2 separate regions of the Gossypium hirsutum genome follow, and region 2 is linked to region 1. Evidence: chromatin contacts called from public Hi-C data. All regions are on one chromosome and are shown on one strand. Each heading gives the region's core, a stretch centred on a gene start, on an enhancer-like site or on the middle of the called end of the contact. The rest is flanking DNA. Distances are from core to core; before and after follow the strand shown.

Region 1 (4,995 bases), core at 2,004-4,503:
CATTAAAGGACATTTGAAAGTAGATATGTAGACAGGGTTTTTAATTGAAAGGTTGTTGACATTTGGGCTATGCCTAGCTCTATTGGTGATTTTGGTAAGTGGTTCTAACAACCCTTTGCTTAAGCTATTGTTGATGGCGATATCAACAGTGGGATTTGTTGGGAGAGGGGCTAATTACACAGGACCCTCCATGAATCCTGTAAATGCTTTTGGATGGGCATAAGTTAACAATTGGTATACCTCTTGGGAGCTTTATTATGTTTATTGGATGGGTCCTTTGATTGGGGCAACTTTGGCTGCTTGGGTTTTTAGATTCTTGCTTTCTCCTTTATCATCAACCGAGAAAAAAGCTTGATTTTTATGTAAAATTTTCTTCTCTATTTCTAATGAAAACATTTCCATTTTGCCTGCTTTTACCTTATTCATCATCTTAGGATTATCTTCTTTAAGTTTTACCAAAGCTTGGAACTATGTAATAATTAGGGTAAATTACACTAATGTTTACTCAATTTTGATTAAAATAATAAAAAAGTAATTAAACTTTGAAAAGTTACAACTCAATCCCTAAACTTTAGAAAAATAATAAACTAGTCATTAGTAACCATTTTTCGTTACGTCTGTAATGAAAAGTTGACCTATCATTCCACGGTGTAAATGGCCCCAATTTAAGAACCCTAATTGGGCTAGGCAATAGAAGAAGGAGAAGAGAAAAAAATAGAGATGTCGATCGTGATTCTGTCACTGTAGCTTTAGTAGTTCGTGGCGGCAACCACTATTCATGGCTATCAATAAGCTTAGAAACTTCCCAAATTTGACAACATTCCTTTTTAACTTGTAAACCCTAAAGTCAACTTAGATTTTTCAAAATTAACTTCTAAAGCTCTAAATCTAAGCCTGAATCCTATATTTTTAATATTTTAACTGTCATATTCTCATATATGAGATTTCAAGTTTCCTTTTCAATTGTTTTTTTGGGGTGTTTTTAGTAGTTGCTGACTTAGGATCCGTTTCCCCTCCTTTTCTCGTTCCCTCTTTAGTTCCAAATCTTAATAGCTAAATGGAATATGCTTTAGTTTGGTGTATCCCATTGCTCACCTTTTATTTTTTTTTCTCTATTGTTTTCTTATTCTTTTTTGTTCATTTTATGGGAGGTTTTGGTTTTGACCAACCAAGATAGAAGCCTCTTTTTTTTTATCATATGGTTTGCTAATATGATTCCCTTTTTAAATTATCTTATCATTTGTTTTGATTGACTCTTTTAATTAAAGTATTGTTGCTCTGATATGTGCTATTGACTTTACTATGAGTTGTTTTGGGGCTTCCTATGTAAGTATGGGAAGGGAAAAAAAGGTTTTACTTGAGATTTGTTGGTCAATAATAGGCTTGTTCATATTCACTTTTTCTTGTATGTATAATTGTATTACCAATGACAATTGGTTCATTGGATTTCAAATTCAAAATTCTCTCCTAAACAAAATCTCTATTTCAACTACAATATCATATTTCAAGTTTCCAACTTCCTTTAAAAAATCTTTCTTTGTAATTTTATTTATTTATTTTTCCCCCTAAAATTGAGACCATTCAGCTCCTCATGTCCAACGTGGCAAGTTAACTAGTCACGTCACCTGTTCCATTAGGCCTGTAATAGAAAACGTTAGTGGGTGACTAATTTATCATTTTTCTAAAGTTTAGTGATTAAGTTGTAACTTTTCAAAATTTAATGGCTGTTTTCTTATTTTAGTCAAAGTTGAGTAATTGTCAATCTAGTTTACCCTAATAATTATTATTGCTTTCATATCAATTTTATTTTTAGGCTTACATTTTGGATTGCAAATTTGGACTATTATATACACAAATATTTAAGGTTTATGTTTGGGCTGCTAGCTTCAATACTAAGCCCTTTTTCAAAATAAGTCTCTATAATAATTGAGTAAACTTGAGGGGTCTGGTGAAAGGTTTGGTCTTTTTATTTTTCTTCTTAATTTTAAGTATTTTTCACTAAAAAGAAATTTAAAAAACTTTTCTAAATCTCAAGAACTTAGAGTCGGTCTGGTTTCAGAAAATAATTTTAGTTTCGATTTTCCTGGAAAATTTCTGAAAATGATTTTTGGAAAAGGAAAATAAAAATATGTGAAAAAAATTAGAGAATTAGAAAAACTGATTTGGAAAAATGAAAAATGTTGAAAATAAAGAATATTTTGAAGTTTCATTTTATGCTTTAAATTTATTTTGGTTTAAATTTTTTTAATTTTTATTTTTATTTTTATAACCTTTAAATCTTATTTATTTATTTATTTTCATCTTTAAAAATACAATTCGATTATAATTAAGTTCATCATTCAAGCGGCGCCACTATCTTGGTAAATAATTAATCTAATTATATATATATATAAATCTGATTCTATAAACATGGGATTATTTTTCCACAATATTTGCTTTGATTGTTTGATTTTTGGTTACCAAAGAGATTCATAAGAATGCAAGCACTAGAATTTGGTTTTGATTAAGTTCAAGAGCTGTCACTATCTTAGTAAAACTCACTCTTTTCTTTGCATGAATGCCTTGTGAAAGAATAGGGATAGGCAAAGTAGACAAATTTAGAGAAGTATGTCATGCCATCAATAGCAAAGTTGAGTGTTCTTAAACATCATCTGTGGCACTTGCTCTTAGCCCTGATTTCTTAAAAAAAATAGACTGCAAAAAGTTCAAGAAACAAGGTTGTGGAGACTAGAATTAGAAAGCTTCAACAATTATCCACTAAATATATATCCACTATCTTCTAATGAAGACAGATGCTTTTTTTGGTTCTATCCATATTGACTTCGGCGGCAATAGTTCAGATAGTGAAGGGTTTGAAAAAGGTAAAAGAAAAAAACACGGTATCGATTCAATTTCCGAAGATCGTGATCTAGGGTGATAAGATGGATAAAATGAAAGCATTCTTGGATAAGTGGGTATCCATATTGAGTGCAAAAGAAGAAACTGGTAAAACAAAAGCTGAAAAAAACAAAGCGTCTATAATTAGTATTGTTTTCGACCCTTATTCTATAGGAATATGCGTGGACCTTTTTGAAAAAAGTGGAGTATGTTTCTTCACATTCTTATAATAAAGCAGTTGAAAAATTCATATCTGCAGAATGGAGACAAATCTTTGTTGCGATGCCAGATGTGATGCGAAAGGATTGAGTGGATAGTCTAGATTGGTCTTAAGTTTTCTTTTCTTTACTTATTTTTATTTGTTAGGACAAAGGCTGTCCAGCACTAACAACTCGGCGGCTAATCAGTCACCTGATTAGTTACGATGTTGGGACAGTCCAAGTGTTTTATTTGTTAGCTTATTTGACTTGGCATTTTTCATGTGATGTTTTTATAAGGAAATAGACTTTTAAGGCTAATTTTATTATGCCTTATAGTCATAATCAAAGTTGGAGTTCTTGAAGAGCGTGAGATCGACTCGGCTTTATGGATAAAGCTTAGGCTTATCCTTTATCATTATTATGGCAAATTTATGGGTTGACTTTAAGGAGATTAACCCTTTTTTTTTTTTGGATAAGATTGGAGGTAATTTATTCTGATGATTTTATTATAGAAGAAGATTTTATCTTGGATTATGTTGATTGAATAGGCTGCCATACCTATTTAGAGGTAATCAATACGCATGTAAAGATGCATCGATTAAGGAAGTGTTATTTTGATTTCGATTAGTAGGAATTCTTTGTGAAAGATTGAACATTTGTAAATGAAGTTTTGGGTGAGTAGTTGTAACAAGCTAGATTGGCTATTAGGGTTGCAATTACTTATTTGCGTAATGGTAGATTGGGTTTAGCCAATAGATGGTTGGATCAATTGTGGAATAAAATCATTCACTGAGCGAGGTTTCACAGAGTAGGATTGCTTCCGAATTGTGTTAACAAATGATTGTATGCAAATATCTCCTTACTTTTTCTATTTTTTATTTTTGTTTCGTTGACTATTTTATTTCATGTCTGAACACATGTTTAGACAACCAATTTGACTAACTACTTTCTTCAGTATTGTAGGCAGATATATCATGCAATGTGACTTTATAAGTAGGCATTAACCAAGAGGAAAGGAAGAATTATTTAATATAAGGCAATCTTCTATTGAAAATGTGATTGAACGAAGTATTGGAGTTTTGAAAAAAAAAGATTTACCATATTGAGAGATATGTCCAATTGTCATAGAAAACAATGTTATATACCGAAAGCCGAAAGCATGTTGTACCGTGCATAAATTCTTGGAAGCTAAAAAAGATGAATTGTTTGAAGAGGGTGAAAGAGAAAACATGCAAGAATTCGATGAGACAGAAGCAAGTTTTTCAGGTTACGATGAACATATTACGTTTGATATGTCACAAACAATTGAAATGGCTCAAGCTAGAGAAGATATTGCTAAGTAATTATAGATTAATTATAGGTATAATTGAGAATTAAAAAAATTATATTATATACTTGTTTCTAGTGAAGCACATTTGATTTTATTTAAAATAATGTTTGACTTTTCTTTATTTGATCACTTTTATCTAGTTAATTACATTTTATTTTAATATTGCAATACATATTTAATTAACTAGACTTTAATTTAGTTATTTAATTATTTTTTATTTTTATTTTAAAGAAATTTATATGGAATAATATAAAGGTTGTCTCATTTTAGGCTAATAAACTAAAGTGTGTAAATTTCTCAAATCCTTGTATGGTTTAAAACAAACACCTAAACAGTGATACGAGAAATTCGATCAAATATTAGTAAATAATTTTGTTGAAGTAGATAAATGTATAACAAAACTTGTTGATGGATATTGTGTGGTCATTTGCTTGTATATTGATGATATGCTTATTTTTGTACTAGTTATGAGTTAGTACTTGAGACAAAGTTTCCTTGCTCCTAAATTTGACTTGAAAGATATGGGTGAAGCAAATGCCAAATTGGGTGCTAAAATCATAAATAAACGGGATAGCATAATGCTGTCAC
Region 2 (4,752 bases), core at 1,027-3,526, 48 kb before region 1:
AATTATACCAGCATCTGACAATTGCACCTGAGTTTGAGGAATACAGGCCATAGAATCTTATGCAAGCTATAAGGGTTAAGTTTTCAGTTTGAATGCTTAGTTCTTTTATTTTTGTTTCTTCAACTTATCTAACTACTAACATCGGTTTATGCAGATACCCAAACCTTAAGAATGTGAAGGAGCTGGTTTACAAGAAGGGTTATGCAAGGATTGACAAGAAAGCAGTTCCTCTGACCGATAATAACATCATTGAACAGGTACTGTAGTTGTCTTACAGTCTAAGTTCCGGGTTTAACTGTCCCAATGTGTATCATAGTTGTCAATGTAACCTTTTCTCTTTCCAGACATTGGGAAAGTATGGCATCATATGCGTAGAAGATATCATACATGAAATTGCAAATGTTGGTCCACATTTCAAGGAGGTTGTTCTTTTTATGGGACCCTTAATGCTTAGCAAGCCAGAAGATGGATTACTCCGGGGAAAGAAACAGCCGTATAGAGAAGGGGGAGATGCCGGAAATCGTGAAGATGAAATCAACGACCTAATCAGCAAAATGAATTAAATATCCAATATCCTAGTTCCTTGTACCTTTCCGTAACCTGTATGGGATGTAATCCAGTTTTGAAGTTGAACAAATTTGCCTTGCTTTATCATTATAGATCAATACTAATTTACCATTTCTTGTTTGTTGAGAAAGTTCCCTACGAGTCTTCTTCTTTAAATTTTTTTCCCTTTTACAGAGAATAGGGATAGTGTTTGGTTTCTGAGAAACTGAACGAAAGAAGAAAGAAATTAAAATAGATTTTCGTTAATTGTTGTAGATTTGAACCTGGAGAATAGACATCAACGTATCATTGGATCAAATATCGATCTCTCTGTTAAGCTCTAAATTTCAAGCAGAATATTCAATTTCCAAGGAAATTTTCCTGAGAAAATAGTTGTTCTGCAGATCAGACGAAAAAGGGTATGAAGTAATGAAAGAATGTAATGAATCTGACACCGAAATCGAAGGAGGAGCAAATCTGTTAATGAACCAACAAAATTGAGTTTATATTTTTCCTTGTGGTAATTTACACTTGGGAGTCTTAGATTCCATATAATTCTAAAACGTAACATGAAAAAAAAAGTAGGTTTCTCTCTTCTTTGAAATGAAAACCAAAATCCTATACTCTGATTCTGTATAAAGCAAAGGAAGAACCCCCCCCCCCAGAACTAAGCACAATCGTTTCATTCAGTCAACAGAGTTGGGATCTCAGCCTCCACACCCGAATCCCGATCCCCACTTTGGATCGAAAAAAAAAAGAAAAAGAAAACCAGACAGAGAGAAAACCAATAAACCTGAGAAAATATAAAAAAAAGTGTTCGGAAGATCATCAGACAACTTCCAATTCATTGTATCTTGGTCTTGTTCTATCAGGGGATTGAATTTCTTCACTACCCTTCCTTTTATTAGTGTTGGATTGCATTTCAGTTTTGGTTGTAATTCCTTTCATGAGATGAGGCCTAAGCTTGTTTACATCTGATAACTTAACAGGTTTCAAAAAGAACTCCTCTGCTCCATCTTCCAAGCATCTGTTGATTCTTGATGGGATATTCTCAGATGACATTATGACAACCGGTATGTCTTTAAAGGATGAAGATTGTTTGATTTTCCTCAGGAGATCATACCCCGTCATTCCAGGCATACAATAATCCGTGATGATCAAATTCACCCCCACTTGATGATCCTCATCTGCAGCAGATACTGATTCGACACTCGAATTCCTTTCTTCATCTTCATTCTCACCATTCAATCCCAGAAACTCCAAAGCCTTGCTTCCAGAATCCACTGCAGTCACTGTAAACACACAAACATCATCAACCAATGTTCCCATCATTCATATTTTCCTGATTTAAGAAAAGAAGGACAAAAAAGGAATACCTTGATAAGAGGAAGTCTTGAGAAGCCTTTCAATAAGTTTTCTATCAATGAGACTATCATCAACTGCAAGAACATGAAACTGAGTCTGGGTGGCCATATTTCCCATGAAGAAGAAATAGGGAAGAAGAAGGGAGTATTAAAAGGGGAGAGACATGGAAGAAAATGAGACAGTTTGGAAAGGCAAGATCCGGCAGATATCATCCAGAATCTCCCGGATCTTCTACGTTGATTTTTGAATTGGACTACAAGCAAAGATGATGCTGTGTTTTCCTTTTTCTAAATATTAATAATAATATTCTGTTTGACCCTTTGATTAAAAGCTTATTGGCCTTTTTGCTTCATGGAAGGCTACTGTTTCCACCTTTTCTTTTTCTCTCTATTTTATTTATTATGTGATGTAATCTCCTTAATTAAGGATTTTCTTTTCTTTTTCATTTCTATTTACTATTTCTTAACCAAATGTCAACATATATATATATATACATATATAAGATTTCAAATATTTTTTTAAACATATGAAAGATATTGGCAATCACCATACATTTTGACTTTTTTTTTTACTTTAAAAAAATAAATTTTTCCAATTTTTTTGAATAATCTGATCGCTCCTCAATCAATATGCTCACACTCACATTCTCCTACATTGGTAACAATATTCATGCCAATCAAATTAAAACTCAATCGGCGTTGATTCCATTAGCTTGAAATAAAAAAATTTTAACATTTTACGATTTATAATTCTCTTTTTTTTTAATCTTTTTCTATAATACAATGAAATAAAAGAAAAGTGTATAATTTTTATTTCAAATGATATAATAAATCTGTCCAAATAAAGAATATATATATAATTAAGTGTGTATAAGATTATTATTATTATTTTATTACATATTAAAGACATAGACATCATCTTGTAGAATTTTTCGATAATGTGATAAAAATGGATAAAATAAGAAAAGGAAATATAATATTAAATTCGATTATATTTGATTTAATTTTGTTTAATACATCAAATTAATTTGAATTAATTAAGAATCAAATGTTTGGGTTTAGGGGGATGTGATGTTTTGAAAAAGAAAAAAGAAGAAAATATTTGTAGGGCCTTTTCAATTGGGTCCCTGAAACTGAAATCAAATTCATACCATTTTTTTTATACAGTAATTAAGAATGGTAAGGAAGACATGAAATTGATGGAGTGTTGATTTTGAAGGGAACATTTGTGGGTCCTTTATCTTGAAATTTTGTAGGAAAATAAAGAGGAAACTTCAATTCAAATTATTAGGTTTCCAACATTTCATGTCTTCATCTTTTCTCCTTTCTCAATCATCATTTTCTTTTCTTCTTCCCTTTTTCCATTTTCAATAATTTTCTTCTTGGAAAATAAATAAATAAAAGAAAATGGATCTTCAAGCTTTACTATTTGTCCCCAAAATAATTGTTGCTTCATCTCCATTTTTTTTATTTTTTATTTTCCATTTAAAAAACAAACATAGATAGCTGTATGAATAATAAAGTCTCCACAATTTGTTTTGTCTTTATTATTTTTTTAAACACACCATGTTATTAATGCTTTGCTTCTTTCAAGCTTCAAATTTATATATTTTGGTATTTAAATTTATTTTTTTCTCATTTTTTAAAAGTAAAATGAGATAATAATAATTCAAATGTGAAAATAAAGAAAAAAGGGGTTGAAAATTAAATAAATAATAGTATAAATGTTAAAATTGATTATTAAGAATAATAAAAAAAAAGGTTGGAAAAGAATCCCATGAAGATGGAAAGAGTGAGTGGGTGAGTTTGGAGCAAGAGTTGGGTTGGACCCACCAAATCTTTTCAAGGATATGCTTATTTCAGCTGCCTAACTTTTCCCTTGTTGGAAAATCATATGCTCCATCCATATGCCATTTCTTTAAAACCATATCCTCCAATTCAATATTTAACAATAACAAAATTAGTGCAATATCTTAATATTTTTATGGGTGGCTAAGCTATTTTACTTTTATATAATTTTGATTTGATTTATATATTAGATTATTTAGATTTGGATATTTATATTTTATAAGGAAAGAGGTATAAATTAAATTTAATCCAATATGTGATACAATATAATTTCATCAGTGTTAGTTTTGAGGATTGAAATAATGCAGTCAGTAGGACTTCAACAATAATATAAAAGATCTTTTAAGTTTACATTCATAACATTCTAATTAGTCAATAAAATATTGTCTAATTTGGCTATTATATTTGTGTGCTTATCCCCCTCTTTATAGATGTGTTTGAGCGAGCTTTGTTCCAACTTAGATAGCAGGAGCTGCAATAAAAATAAGCACATCCAAAAAGCATTTTCTCATATCAATTTTCTTCATAAGGTTGACAACAATTTCAACTACCAAAAATTTGATATTAAGCTAAGTAGCTAGCTTTAGGCCATCTTAAAGGGCCCTGAAGCTTAGCTTCAACACTCGAAATTACTTGTAAGTGATGATATGAACCTACAACCCAGTTCCCACAGTAGTTAGCCTCTATGCTTCCTATACCTGAGTTTCCAATAGTTGAACTATCAATATTTAGCTTGCAACCTAGGTGTTGGAGTTTTCCATTTCATACTAATAATCTCACACAAAGGCAATTTCTTAACATTACTTGCCATCGAAAAGAATTTTCCAACCTTGGCAATCGTTCTAGGGATATCTTTATTTTGATCACCCTTGTCAAAAACAGTTTTGTTACGACATAGCCAAATTTCCCATAGAATAAAGCCAAAAAGAGTTTTCCAAGGTATATAATGTTTATGATGAAAAAGTTTCGATCTTCAACCAATCTTTCCATACCA

What was found. Hi-C and Micro-C count contacts between places; a contact is called where the count stands out from the background.
Region 2: a Hi-C map of leaf shows a contact between it and region 1, with 3 times the contacts expected there. The contact joins the promoter of LOC107939260 here to the enhancer-like site in region 1. A contact is called at or near these places in 18 of 34 Hi-C or Micro-C datasets (callus, cotyledon, fibers and 4 more).

Annotation. Positions count from the first base shown.
Region 1 is chrA05:109,137,784-109,142,778 of Gossypium_hirsutum_v2.1, reverse strand. It overlaps the pseudogene LOC121229704. Among protein-coding and RNA genes, the nearest start is that of LOC107939245, 7.5 kb to the right of the region's middle. Within about 2 kb of position 3,253, at least 2 of the 9 cell types and tissues checked have an H3K27ac peak or open chromatin away from gene starts, as enhancers often do. A contact at or near this core is called in hypocotyl, where this site is marked.
Region 2 is chrA05:109,184,838-109,189,589 of Gossypium_hirsutum_v2.1, reverse strand. LOC107939260 (two-component response regulator ARR8) reads right to left here and starts at 2,276. Exons shown (of 2, transcript XM_016872560.2): 1 at 1,923-2,276; 2 at 1,031-1,838. The coding sequence starts at 2,028. The coding sequence ends at 1,375. LOC107939261 (60S ribosomal protein L7-1) reads left to right here. Exons shown (of 6, transcript XM_016872561.2): 5 at 155-257; 6 at 345-697. The coding sequence ends at 563.